3 separate regions of the Sus scrofa genome follow, and all the other regions are linked to region 3. Evidence: chromatin contacts called from public HiChIP or PLAC-seq data. All regions are on one chromosome and are shown on one strand. The core of a region is the stretch at or near the end of the contact, and the rest is flanking DNA. Distances in the headings are between cores, read along the strand shown.

What was found. HiChIP or PLAC-seq counts read pairs in DNA pulled down with a chosen protein or histone mark.
Region 1: a contact with region 3 is called in an H3K27ac HiChIP or PLAC-seq map of alveolar macrophages. The contact joins the promoter of TRAPPC13 here to the promoter of CWC27 in region 3. A contact is called at or near these places in 2 of 2 datasets of contacts at active chromatin or transcription factors (alveolar macrophages and skeletal muscle).
Region 2: an H3K27ac HiChIP or PLAC-seq map of alveolar macrophages shows a contact between it and region 3. The contact joins the promoter of PPWD1 here to the promoter of CWC27 in region 3. A contact is called at or near these places in 2 of 5 promoter capture datasets (fetal skeletal muscle and liver) and 2 of 2 datasets of contacts at active chromatin or transcription factors (alveolar macrophages and skeletal muscle).

Annotation. Positions count from the first base shown.
Region 1 is chr16:44,145,282-44,149,179 of Sscrofa11.1, forward strand. It overlaps TRAPPC13 (trafficking protein particle complex 13), which reads left to right and starts at 1,353. Exons shown (of 13, transcript NM_001244746.1): 1 at 1,353-1,698. The coding sequence starts at 1,653. It overlaps TRIM23 (E3 ubiquitin-protein ligase TRIM23), which reads right to left and starts at 1,010. Exons shown (of 11, transcript XM_003134013.5): 1 at 835-1,010. The coding sequence starts at 915.
Region 2 is chr16:44,079,187-44,083,034 of Sscrofa11.1, forward strand. It overlaps PPWD1 (peptidylprolyl isomerase domain and WD repeat containing 1), which reads left to right and starts at 1,448. Exons shown (of 11, transcript NM_001244421.1): 1 at 1,448-1,657. The coding sequence starts at 1,462. It overlaps CENPK (centromere protein K), which reads right to left and starts at 1,378. Exons shown (of 12, transcript XR_002339607.1): 1 at 1,250-1,378.
Region 3 is chr16:43,344,283-43,348,087 of Sscrofa11.1, forward strand. CWC27 (CWC27 spliceosome associated protein homolog) reads left to right here and starts at 2,224. Exons shown (of 14, transcript NM_001243923.1): 1 at 2,224-2,458. The coding sequence starts at 2,417. SREK1IP1 (protein SREK1IP1) reads right to left here and starts at 1,949. Exons shown (of 4, transcript XM_021076777.1): 1 at 1,781-1,949. The coding sequence starts at 1,793.

The sequences.
Region 1 (3,898 bases), core at 103-2,602, 800 kb after region 3:
ATGAAGTCAGGAATAAGAATTTTCAATAGCACAGATTATAAATCTTCCTAGCTTATTCTATAAACCACTGAAATCAGTTCTCCCTTCCGAATCTCTATTTATCTATATATGGAAAAACGAATTCCACATATTTCAATTGATTTCTTAGTAAATACATTTTAGAGCATCTACACATGATACAATTTCAAAGTTCAGTCATAGGGCAATTCACATTCCCCAGAGTTAATGGGACTTTTGGAGACTTCTCAAAAGTGCTGACAAACTGTACTACAAAAAGAAAGGAAGGAGCAGGTCAAGCAAAAATAGAGCTCTCATTACAGAAGTAATACGATAGTGAAAAGTGTACTTTAAAGCCAGTCAGCTGTGGCTCCACTATACAGTGTTATTCGAAACTTTAGTTTCCTCACCCGTAAAACGAGAATCAACATTTACCTCTAATAGATATTAACGATCTTACATACCTAACGTAGTACCTGGCAATAATAATGGCTCAATTTAATTTAAAAAAAAAAAAAAAAAAAAAGGCTAATCAACGCCTGTTGGGCTGAACTACAAGCAGAGGACCTGGAGAAAGACCAGCCCAGGTCACTCTAACATGTCGATAGGCTCCTTTTCACAAATGTCCCCGTTGGCGACTCCAAGCAGAAGACTAGCATGACCAGGAGACCATGCAACCTCAGGCCTCAGGAAGGGAGGGCAAAGCTTGTAAAGCCGAGAGGGGCCCAGAGGGCCGCGCATACCGGCCCCCAACAGCCAGGGCCGCTGTAGTGCCGCCAGATCTCCGGCATGAACTGGAGGCAGATGGCGGAGAACAGAGTACGCAAGGTCCCTCACCTTCACCACCGCTGTCCCCCGGCTGCCCTGACGACCACTGTCTAGTCCCGCACCAGGCCTGTTTACAACCAGGGCAGCCATCCTAGGAGGTGCAGTGCCGCAGAAGCAGCAGTCAAGGCCTTCACTAAGAGGCGGGGTAGAGCCACCTACCCAGAAGCCTAGGCGCTCGCTGCTGGTGCACAGGCGCAGTACGACGCGGAGAAGCCGCGGGGCCGACTTCTTCGCTCCTCCTTCTGGCACTCGTTTGCTGATTGGCTGCACACTCTTCAGTGGATGCGCTTTGTTATTTTGTTATTATTGAGGAGTCTGAACTTGATAGAAGGAACAAAATTAAGGGAAAAAAGAGAGGATAAAACAGAAGAAAATTGTTGGGATGAAACTCCTACCCCAGCAATGACTTCTTCCCTCTAACGAACGGAGACCGGGGACTACATCTCCCTGCATGCCATGCGGCTTTTAAACTACAAATCCCAGCGTGCCACATTTATATCAATTACTCTGCAGTGTAGGTATTTGGGAGGTTGTGTATTGTTACCGTGGAGTGCTTTCTTGAAAGAGCGGCGTGTGGCTGTGGCTGGAAAATAGAGAAGTATTTTATGTATAGGCCTGTAAGAGGCAAGAGATGACTTTGGTAAAAAGGAGCCGTTGGGTCAGTAAAGGACGTGGTTAGAAGAGTATATAAGGCGCTACCGGCAGACAGAAACTGTTGGGAGTGTCTTTAATGCCTTGTCTTCACGGACGTGCGCTTTTCTGTTTTCTTCCGGGCTGTTTGAACCGCTTCAGCCTCCGTAGGCAGTGGCTCCAAAGTGCCGGTCACAATGGAAGTGAATCCCCCCAAGCAGGAGCACCTGCTGGCCTTGAAAGGTAAACTTTGCGAACCCGGCTCCCAGTAATCTGTTTTCTCCCCTTCTCTCACTAGTTCTCGAAGCTTCATGGCACATAGACCTGCCTCTGGAATGTAGGCCTCGTCCTTCTTAAGCACTGTCAGTACTCGTCCTCCTCTCTGTCCTTGGGCGCCCAGCGTGAGGAAGCCGTTTCCTCGCTTTGGGTTTTGAGTTTGAGAATCGCCCTGTAAAATGGAATAGATACGTGGTAAATTACTTACTCTGTTATATGCTGCTGCAGTCACCGGAGAGATTTTTGGCAGTAGTTGACCTCCCTACCCTGGGGAGAGCCCTGTCAAATGAGACCATTAACAGCGGGTATCTAAAGTGGTTTTTTCCTCTGTCTCTTATCTCTTGACGCGGCAATGACAGTGTTACCAGGCTTCAGCTTCATTTGTGAAATTTAGTCTAGTTATTGTGCCAAGGATTTAAAAATACGTAATACCACAACATATAATTTAGGTTTGTTAAAAATCACTGCAGTTTACTTCAAAGTATTGTGTATATGGGAATATTCGTGTCAGTTTTCATTTTCTGTACACAGCAAACAACTTCGAGTACGTTTGATCATTTAATTGATTATTATTTAGGGGAAACTAGCAGGGCTTACTTTTCTGGAATTGTTTTCTGAAACTTTTTATTTGAAATGCTTTCAGCTTTATTTCATCTATTTTTTATTACCACAAATGCATTTATTTCTTGTATGCACTACTATGTGGTTACCAATATCTTCTTGAACTGGGCTGTGAAAATGTTCCCTAGGCCCATGAATTCAGTTGAATTGCATTTACCTTCCTTGTGGTATCCATTTTGAGGGACCCTTATCCCCTCAGTGACAGTGTAAGCAGCAAACATTACAGAAGCTCACCGGTTTCATTTGTAACGTAAAATCATACACTGATAGTTGGACATATCAGAACTGTCTGACCGTAGAACTAAGAAACTGAAATGTTAACTAGTATAGCAATAGGACCTATAAGCTTAGCCTGAGCAAATGACCTGGACTGAAATGACTTATTCCTGAAGAAAGAAGAAACTATCCTGTTCTTTATCTCAGGCTCACATCAAGTATATGGAATAGATATTACTTAACTCTCAGAAGTTAAACTTTATCGAGACCACAGAGCTAGTAAGTGATTAAGGTAATATTTCAACACAAAGCCTTCATCTTTCCAAGACTCCCTTTTGCCTTCTAATGAAAGAAACAGCATTTTCTAACATCATTCCCTTACTGACTCTACTTTGCTGGGAGTTTGGAGCAGTTCTATTAGCTGATTGAGGTCATTTTATACAAATTGAAAGCTATTAAACACAGTTAAATTCCAGAGATGTGGAACTGCCGTTGCAGTTATAGACTGCTAAAATAGTCCTTCCCAGTATCTTCGGTTTTCCAAAACAGAAGATTCCTCAGGAAGACTATTTTAGCAATCCAAAAGGACGAGTGCTTCCCTGATAGGTTCTCCTTTCTTTAAGCTCTTTGATATTCTTCTTCCCCATTATCCTAGTAATCCAAGAATTTTTACAAGTTTTAATTTTAACCAAAGTTGCATGCCAAATATATGATCATTTAAGTTGCTTTCTTATGTGTGTAAAATATTCAGGTGCTCTCACAGCTTCACTGTCCCTGGAATAAAACACTGAATAAGTTTAGACAACAATGAAAGAATTCTTAATGCCATATCTTAAAATGTGAAAGTGCAAAGAAGAGGGAAGAAAAAAATAGAGGGAAGAAAAAAATAGAAGCATCATTAATTCTTGAAAGAATATGCTATTTGTTTAGATCCGTATTTTAAATTATGGATGTTAAGGATCACAGTCATTTATAAATTTAAGAGTTATCAAATCTGTTAGTGGGACATTAATGGTAGGTGTAAAGAATCATTATGAGATTGTTACTTCTTTTGATTCTTCAGAATCATTGGTTGAATGAGTATTGTGATACCATGACAAGGAATCCCTACTGACGGTCATCCTGGCAGTGGCAGAACCCCCATCAAGTGGTTCTCTAATTATTTTTTTGGTAGAAAGGATCAAACTTCTGTTGTTTTCTCCAGTAGCTAGGATTTGAAAGAGCCTGCATTATATAAGGCTCATGAAGCTCTGGGCCTAATTAGGAAGCCTAACTTGGAGATCCTGGAAGGCTCCATTCTTGTGCCTGTGTACTATATGCTGGAATTTAT
Region 2 (3,848 bases), core at 198-2,697, 730 kb after region 3:
AACGTAGATGGACCTTGAGACCATTATTCTAGGTGAAATAAATCAGACAGAAAGACATACCACATGATCTCACATGATCTCACATGATATCTCACTTATCTGTAAAATATAAATATAAATAAACAGAAAAAAAAAAATCAAGCTCATACATACAAAGAACAGACTGGTGGTTGCCAGAGCAGGGGTAAGGAGCAAATAAGTGAAGAGGGTTGAAAGGTACAAACTTACAATTATAAACTAAATCATGGGAACATAATGTTCAGCATGTTGAATACGGTTAATAATACTGTATTGCATATTTGAAAGTTGCTAAGAGAGAAGACTTTAAAAGTTCTCACCACAGGGGAAAAATAATTCTGTAACTATGTACAGTAATGGATGTTAGCTAGACTTACTGTGGTCGTCATTTCACAATATATACAAAAATCGAATCATTATAGTGTATATCTGAAACTAATATATTGTATGTCAATTTTACTTCAAAAAAAAATTTTTTTTTTTTTGCCTTTTCTAGGGCCGCTTCCACGGCATATGGAGGTTCCCCGACTAGGGGTCTCATCGGAGCTGGACCCACCGGCCTACGCCAGAGCCACAGCAACGCGGGATCCGAGCCGTGTCTGCGACCTACACCACAGCTCACGGCAACGCCGGATCCCTAATCCACTGAGCAAGGCCAGGGATCGAACCCGCAACCTCATGGTTCCTAGTGGGATTCGTTAACCACTGAGCCACGACGGGAACTCCTTACCTCAATTTTTTAACAGAGAATTTTGTAGTTTTTTTTACCACAATTAATTTTTTTTCTTTTTTAAAGAAGAGAGCTTAAGTCCAGAAGGTCACTAAGGGATGGAAACCTTGACCACAGTGAAGGCAGAAGGGTGGATGGTGCTGCTCGGTAACTTAGGTTACTAGGCCTGGTTTTCTGCCCCGCCCCTCGCTCTCCCCCACAATAACAAGCGCTCACCACTTTCTTCAGAGACCGTGTGAAATAATCAAGAAGCTGAGGAAAAAAGTCCTATTTGAAGCACCTGAAGGGAGGCCTGCAAATTAACCAGTTCTTTAAATTCCCCCACCCTTGCGTCTTTCTCGCCTAACAGTCGGGGTTCTAGAGTGAAGAACGGGACTCAAGGCCTGGCTGGCCGTTAGGTAGTTCCTCGGACGTAAGCGTCCCACTACCGGGGTCATAGCTCGATGCCAACCCGGGGGCAAGTTTCAAACATAAGGGCGCGCTTCCCGGTCCGTCGCTTACCACCGCAGGGCCGCAAATTCAGGTCTCCTCAGCCTACCGGAGTCGCGGCTCCGCGCCCAGAACCTCCGCGCGCTGCTTACTGATTGGAACTGCTCCCACCCATCCCAGCCAATCCCGTAATGCTCTCCGCCGCTGACGCGAGGGCTGCGCCGCTGATTCAGGATTGGTAGCGGAGCTGTGAGTGTCGCACTTTTTCTGACGATTCGGACAACATGGCGGCAGAAAGCGGCAGCGATTCACAGCTGAGCAAGAGAAGGCGCCGGGTCCCGGAGGAACCAGAAAAAACGGAACTCAGCGAAAGAGAGCTGGCAGTGGCAGTGGCAGTGACCCAAGAAAATGAAGAGGAAAGTGAAGAACGCTGGGTTGGGCCTTTACCTGTAGAGGCAACATTGGCCAAGAAGAGGAAAGGTAGCTGAGATAGGCACAGAGCGAGTTGGAATGCTGCGTCCCTTGCGTGGTAGAGTTCAAGCCAGATCTCAAAACGGGGATGTGTGATTGTGGGGGTTTGTGCCCTCGGAACAAAGGGTCGTCTTTTCACTTCTCGCTCTTTTATGCTCCCGAAATAGTGATTTGGGCTGAGTAACGCGTCTTTTAAATAATATCTAACAGTATTTATCACCGATTTGTTACAATAGCTGCTAAAGCTTAACGCCGATACTTAGTTGTTTGGCCCCTCTTGTTTAATACATGCATCAGCCATGTGAGGTTGGAATTTTTAACTTATTTAGCAGATATAGAAATGAGTACTGGTTCTATTTAAGGCTTTTAGCTCTAGAGTGGTGTATGGGGCCGCCAGGGAAGGTGGTGCCTATATCAGAATCTTGAAGAATAGAGAAGTATTATTTCAGTCCTAACTTTTACACTGCTGCGTTTTCTGACCTAATTAATAAGTTTCCTGGATCACAGATTTTTTTTTATCTTAAAACCGAGGTCTGTGGTTTTCAAACTACTCATGAGGTACCATGGCCTGAAGCATTTTGCCCCTAACGTGGAATAGTGACAGAATTTTATCAAACAAGAGGAGTGGTGAAGGGGATAGATTTCTCAAGTTCTTTGAAATGTTTTCCTTGAACGTATCACACCATTAAAATATGATCTTTCTAGAAGTTCAGATCTTTACTATTCTCCCTTCTTAAAATTCTTAAGTGATTTCTCATTATTTTCAAAACAATGTCCAAACTCCCTAACATAACATACAAAGCCCTTCTTGATATGATCTCTCCTTAACCTCCCTCAGCACATTTCCATTACTTCCCTCTCCCAAAAACTTGTAGCTCCTTCTTACTCATAGGTATCCTGGTGTCTCTACCTGGAATGATTTCCCTCACCCATTTCAACTAGCTAACTATTGTTCAGCCTTTAGCAGTCAGTTGAGCTATAAACTCCTTTAGGAAACTTGCGACCTCTCCAGTCAGGGCTGGGTTTCTAAAGCACGTTGATCATAAATCTGAGGTATGTTTATCACACTGAATTTATAGTTAGCCTTCAAATTTTGTGTATTTGAATTTTGAAGAAGCTACTTTTTTGAACACTGTACACCAACACCCTGAAAGTGCATTATCTTTTTCACTGATAGTCTTCCTGTTAAATGTCCTTATAGCAAGTGTTTCCTCATTGCACTTGCTGTGTTTTATAATTATATATTTATTCATGTGATTGTTTGATTAATGTTAAGACTGTTAAGACTGTAAGAATGGAGTTCCTGCTGTAGTACATTGAGTTAAGAATCTGACCGCAGCAGTTGGGTCTCTGCAGAGACATGGGTTCTATCCCCAGTGGGTTAAAGAATCCAGCATTGCCACAGCTATGTAGTAAGTCACAACTGCAGCTCACATTGAATGCGTGGCCCAAGAACTTCCATGTGCCACAGGTGCAACCATTAAAAAGGATGAAGAAAAAAAGACTTAAGTGTATAAGAATGAGGGCCGTGCCTGTTTTGCTCCAATGCTTGGTATAGTGCTTTGAATGTAGCAGATTATCAATAAGTATTGAATGAATGAATATTACATTGTTTATACTAGTAATTTATTGCATTGTATTTCATGTCTTTTTTTATGGAAATGAGCGGAGGGAATGGAAAAATCCAAAAATACCAAAATTCTGATATTAGCATTAGAAGACAAAGAGCTTATAAAATTAACGCAGTTGAGACAGCTAAATTATTCTTTTTAAGCCAGTCGGTAGTGTATTCAGCTTGAAGAAAAAGTTGAAATTTAAAAAAATATGTATGAAATGGTAGAAAAATGTCATTGAAGATTTCTAAGAAGACAAGGGTTTAATAATATACTTAACTTTCTACAAATAGAACCACCCCCTTTAACTTTGTTCTTTGGACATTGGACTTTTGTAAACATTTTCACAAAGACACTATCAATGATTTTATGGCACTACCTTTTATTAAATTGATGTTTTCCCAAGGACAGGAACTATATTTTACTCTGCTTTATGTCCATGTGCCTTGGAAACTGTTTTGTTTTCAGTAACTGTTCAACAAGTGGACTAACACATAGCAAAGGGAATAAGTATCAGATAGGATTAAATTTAGCTACATATTATAGAAAAATCCAAAATGACAACAACATTAAAAAGATAGTGAAAT
Region 3 (3,805 bases), core at 974-3,473:
TTAAAAATTCTTAAATAGCTTTCTATGGTCCTTAGGAAAACATCCAAGTTCCTTGTTAGGGCTTAAAACATCCTTAAGAATTGCCTTGTAAATTAAACAAGAACATGGCAAAATGGATAAGCACACAAGGTCTAGAGGAGCCAGACTGACCTGCCCTTACTAGCTATCTCAATCAAGTTACTTGATTTCTATGTCCTTCAGTATCCTGCCAGTGGAATGGAAGAAATATTGTCTACCTAACAGTGTGGGCGTGAATGTTTCATGAGATCAAATACAAGGCTTGACACAGTGTTTGACAAATCTGACACACAGTAAATGCTTGGTAAATATTGGCTACTGTTGTTATCTCTCTAGTTAATTTCTCAATTCTCTCCCATTTGTATTCTGAGTTCCATCCACAGGGCACATCTTTCATTTCATTTCCTCTTCTCACACATTTCTTCTTCCTTTACATATTCAGTCCCTCTGGGTACAAGTTCCCCTCCCACAATTCTTCAGGTCTCATCCTAAATGCCTCATCCTTGGCAAAGTTCTTCTGGTCCCTCCAGTCTCCTGTTAGGTGCCCTTATTACATGCTCCTCAGGGCTTTGTGTTTTCACTGCAATGCGTTTGTCTAACTTTCTAGTACTTTCTTCTCACTGCTCGACTGTAAGCTCTGTGTGAAGGGCAGCTGTGTTCCTGGTGCCTAGTATCCTACCACACAATACAGCTTTAATAAAAGTTATTATGTGTATGAATGTATGTACCTTTCCTCTCCTAAAATACTGCAACCCCCCGCCCCCCCAACCAAAACTTAAGTTGGTAGAACTTCACAACTTCCCCATACAGTAAAATACAGTTCAGCACAGGCCTCCACAGAATAAACATGGTCCAATAATACTGGGAAGGGCAGGTTACAACAAAGTTAGAGTTTCTGAACCATAGCAATTCTCAATGTCTTTGCTATACTACAGTGCATCATGAATCTCCAAGTTGTATGAGCGGTGGGTGGGTGGGGGTGGGGGTGGGGATAGCGTTTATTTTTCAAAGTATCTCCTGCAACCAGTGCTCTGCAGAACCCACCTTGGCAAAGTAGGTTTAAAGAGATGCCCTCCGCTACCAGAACTTCCAAGTAAGCTAGTAGTTGTGAACGGGAAAACTCTGAAGCACTTATTTCACAGGGTTCATTGTTTTTCGGTTGACACCCCCTGGTCATGGAATCTGAGAACTGTAAGGACCCATATACATATATCAACAAATCTCCTTTTACTGATACAAAAACTGAGACCCGGAAAGGCAAAGCATCGGGTCCAGGGCCACAACGCAACTACAAAAAACAGGAAGAAAGAAGTAGAACCGCAGAGACCCATTTCGGCCCAGCGACTTTCACAACAAACAATGCCTACTTGGATCCGCCAAGTGTTGCCTCCTCAAATTTTATTTTCAAGCCTTATTAAAGTTAAAGTCAGTTTTTCTCGGCTAACAGCTTCCTAGGCCTACAGTTACTAACTAGTCCGTCTCCACCCGCCTCCCCGCGCACCCCTTCCCCCGCTCCGCCCTGTATACAGTTCCCCGTAGTCCATCCAGTGCTAGGCTGGGGCGGGGAAACAATTCCTTTCTTTCTTTCTTTCCTTTAGAGTTTATTTTTGGACTGTAAACTTCTCCAAGTAAGCCAAACGACAATGTTAATTTTAACGCCTCCGCCCTAAGGCGCTACTACTTATGCCAGCGCCCCCCAATCTACCTACCCTACCAGCTCCCTCCCTCGCCCAGACCCAGGGGCTCTACGTTTGGTCTTTACCTGGAACTGCCATGGCGCGGGGAATTGGGGTTGCAGGACCCCTAGGCTTTCGAGAGCGCGCTCGCTTACCGCTGGCTGCGGGGACAACGTACAATGACGGCCGCCGCTTCCTTCTACTCGCGTCGCGGTAGCCAGATGACAGTCGGGTAAGGCCCTAAAAGCCTGCGGCGATAGAGGAACCAAGAAGCTACTGATGCAGTTTCCGGAGGAATTGTATTGTAGACCACACACGGTCCAAACCATTACTGCCAGTTTAGGGGTAGTTAATGAGATCTACACACGCGTGTAGTAAAGTAAACAACCCAAAGACTTACAAATTTTTATTTTTTAAATTTTAATACAAGTTAAATTAATCCACGGAGGCTTAATAATATTTTATTGATTCCCTAGAGGCCATCGGAAGCCCCCTTCTCAGGATTAGCGGTGCTCGGGTCCGGGAGCAACATGGCGGCGTCCGGGAGCGGCTGTCTTTAGAAAAAGATAGGACCTGTGCCGCTGCCTTGCGGGATACTGACAGACTGGAGCTTTTCGCGACCTCCAGATTTAAGGAAGCGTGTACCGATACGTGGACTGCTTTAGTGACTCACCGTTCGCTTTTATCCCCAATTAGGAACAGCGTCCTGAGCACTGACCAACATGAGCAACATTTACATCCAGGAGCCTCCCACGAACGGGAAGGTGAGCTTCCTCTAGGGTACCTGGTCTCTCCAGAATTATCTTTCACTGGCAATTCTGGGGTCTAGGGTTAGAAGAGATTACAAGAAGCCTTGTCCTTTCCTCTGTCTCTGAATAGCATTGCATCGAGAACCATACACTGGCACTTCTCAGCACATAATTGAAAAAGTCTTCAGGTGGCGATTTCTTTATTAAACTTCTGGCCCTAATTTGTGCTTTAACTTAGCTCTGCAGGCGTTTTCTAGGGTCGTAGGTAAAAAGCCAAGGTGTTTTAAAAGTTGACTTTTTTTTTTTTTTTTTTTTTGGTTATCTCGTTGATGATTTTTTCTCTGTTAGTTCAACAATCCTTTTTTTGAATGTCTGCTAGGCACCAGGCACTGTACTAGGTACTGGGGATACCAAAATGGATGGATAAGCGCTAGTTGTTGCCCAAGAGGGGTTTATGGTTTAGTTTGAGAGGCAGGCTGGTTAAGAAAAACCTTATGATATGTTTGATAGGAAGGCTATGGCGAGAGGAGCTAGCCTATTGCTATGGTAGTACTGAGAAGTTAGCAACTGGAAACTAGGGAAAAGCTTCATGGCAGAAGTATTTTTGGAGCTGGTCTTAAAACGTGAGCAGATTATTAATGGGAAATGTTCCCATATAAGAATGATTTTCTGATTGATTTTGATGGTCAAGAATGTCATTTCCCATCCAGTGTTTATATGCAGTATGAGCAGGGTCAATAATGGAATAAGTATCACCTGAATTCTTGAAGTGAGACCTAGTCTCTATCAGACACAAAATATGATGAACCAGCATAATGGAAAAAATAGTGAAAATGAAAGTGTGTAAGTGTATTAAGATGAAGTAAATTTGCATCAGATACAGTTCTGTAGCATGTATCACAAATTATTTATGCAGTTTTGTTGATTTACATTTAGTAATATAATGAAGGCAATTTGAAGACAAAACCAAAAATGCTGTAATTGATACCTCCAGCAAAAATCTTAGTAATTTGGGCACAGCAATTCTTTCAATTCTGTTGTTTGAACTTCTTCCCCACCCCTCACCTCTACCCTACATCATTGTGAAAACCCAGAGTATCTATCTCTTCATATTTCCAAGTGTTTTTTGGGAGTTGTATCACACTCACTTGCTAAACACTGGTAAATATTGAGTATATTGCCCATCCTTTTAGGGCCTTCACACTTGCCATTCTTTTCTCTAGTATACTCTTTAGCCTATTCAAATGTCATTTTAGCAGAGGGCCTTTCCTATCAACTCTCTATTAATATAGCAAAATCTCATTCATGTCCTGCACCTCAGCATGCCCTGGCCCTTATCCTCTTTAGTTTTTTCTACAGTAC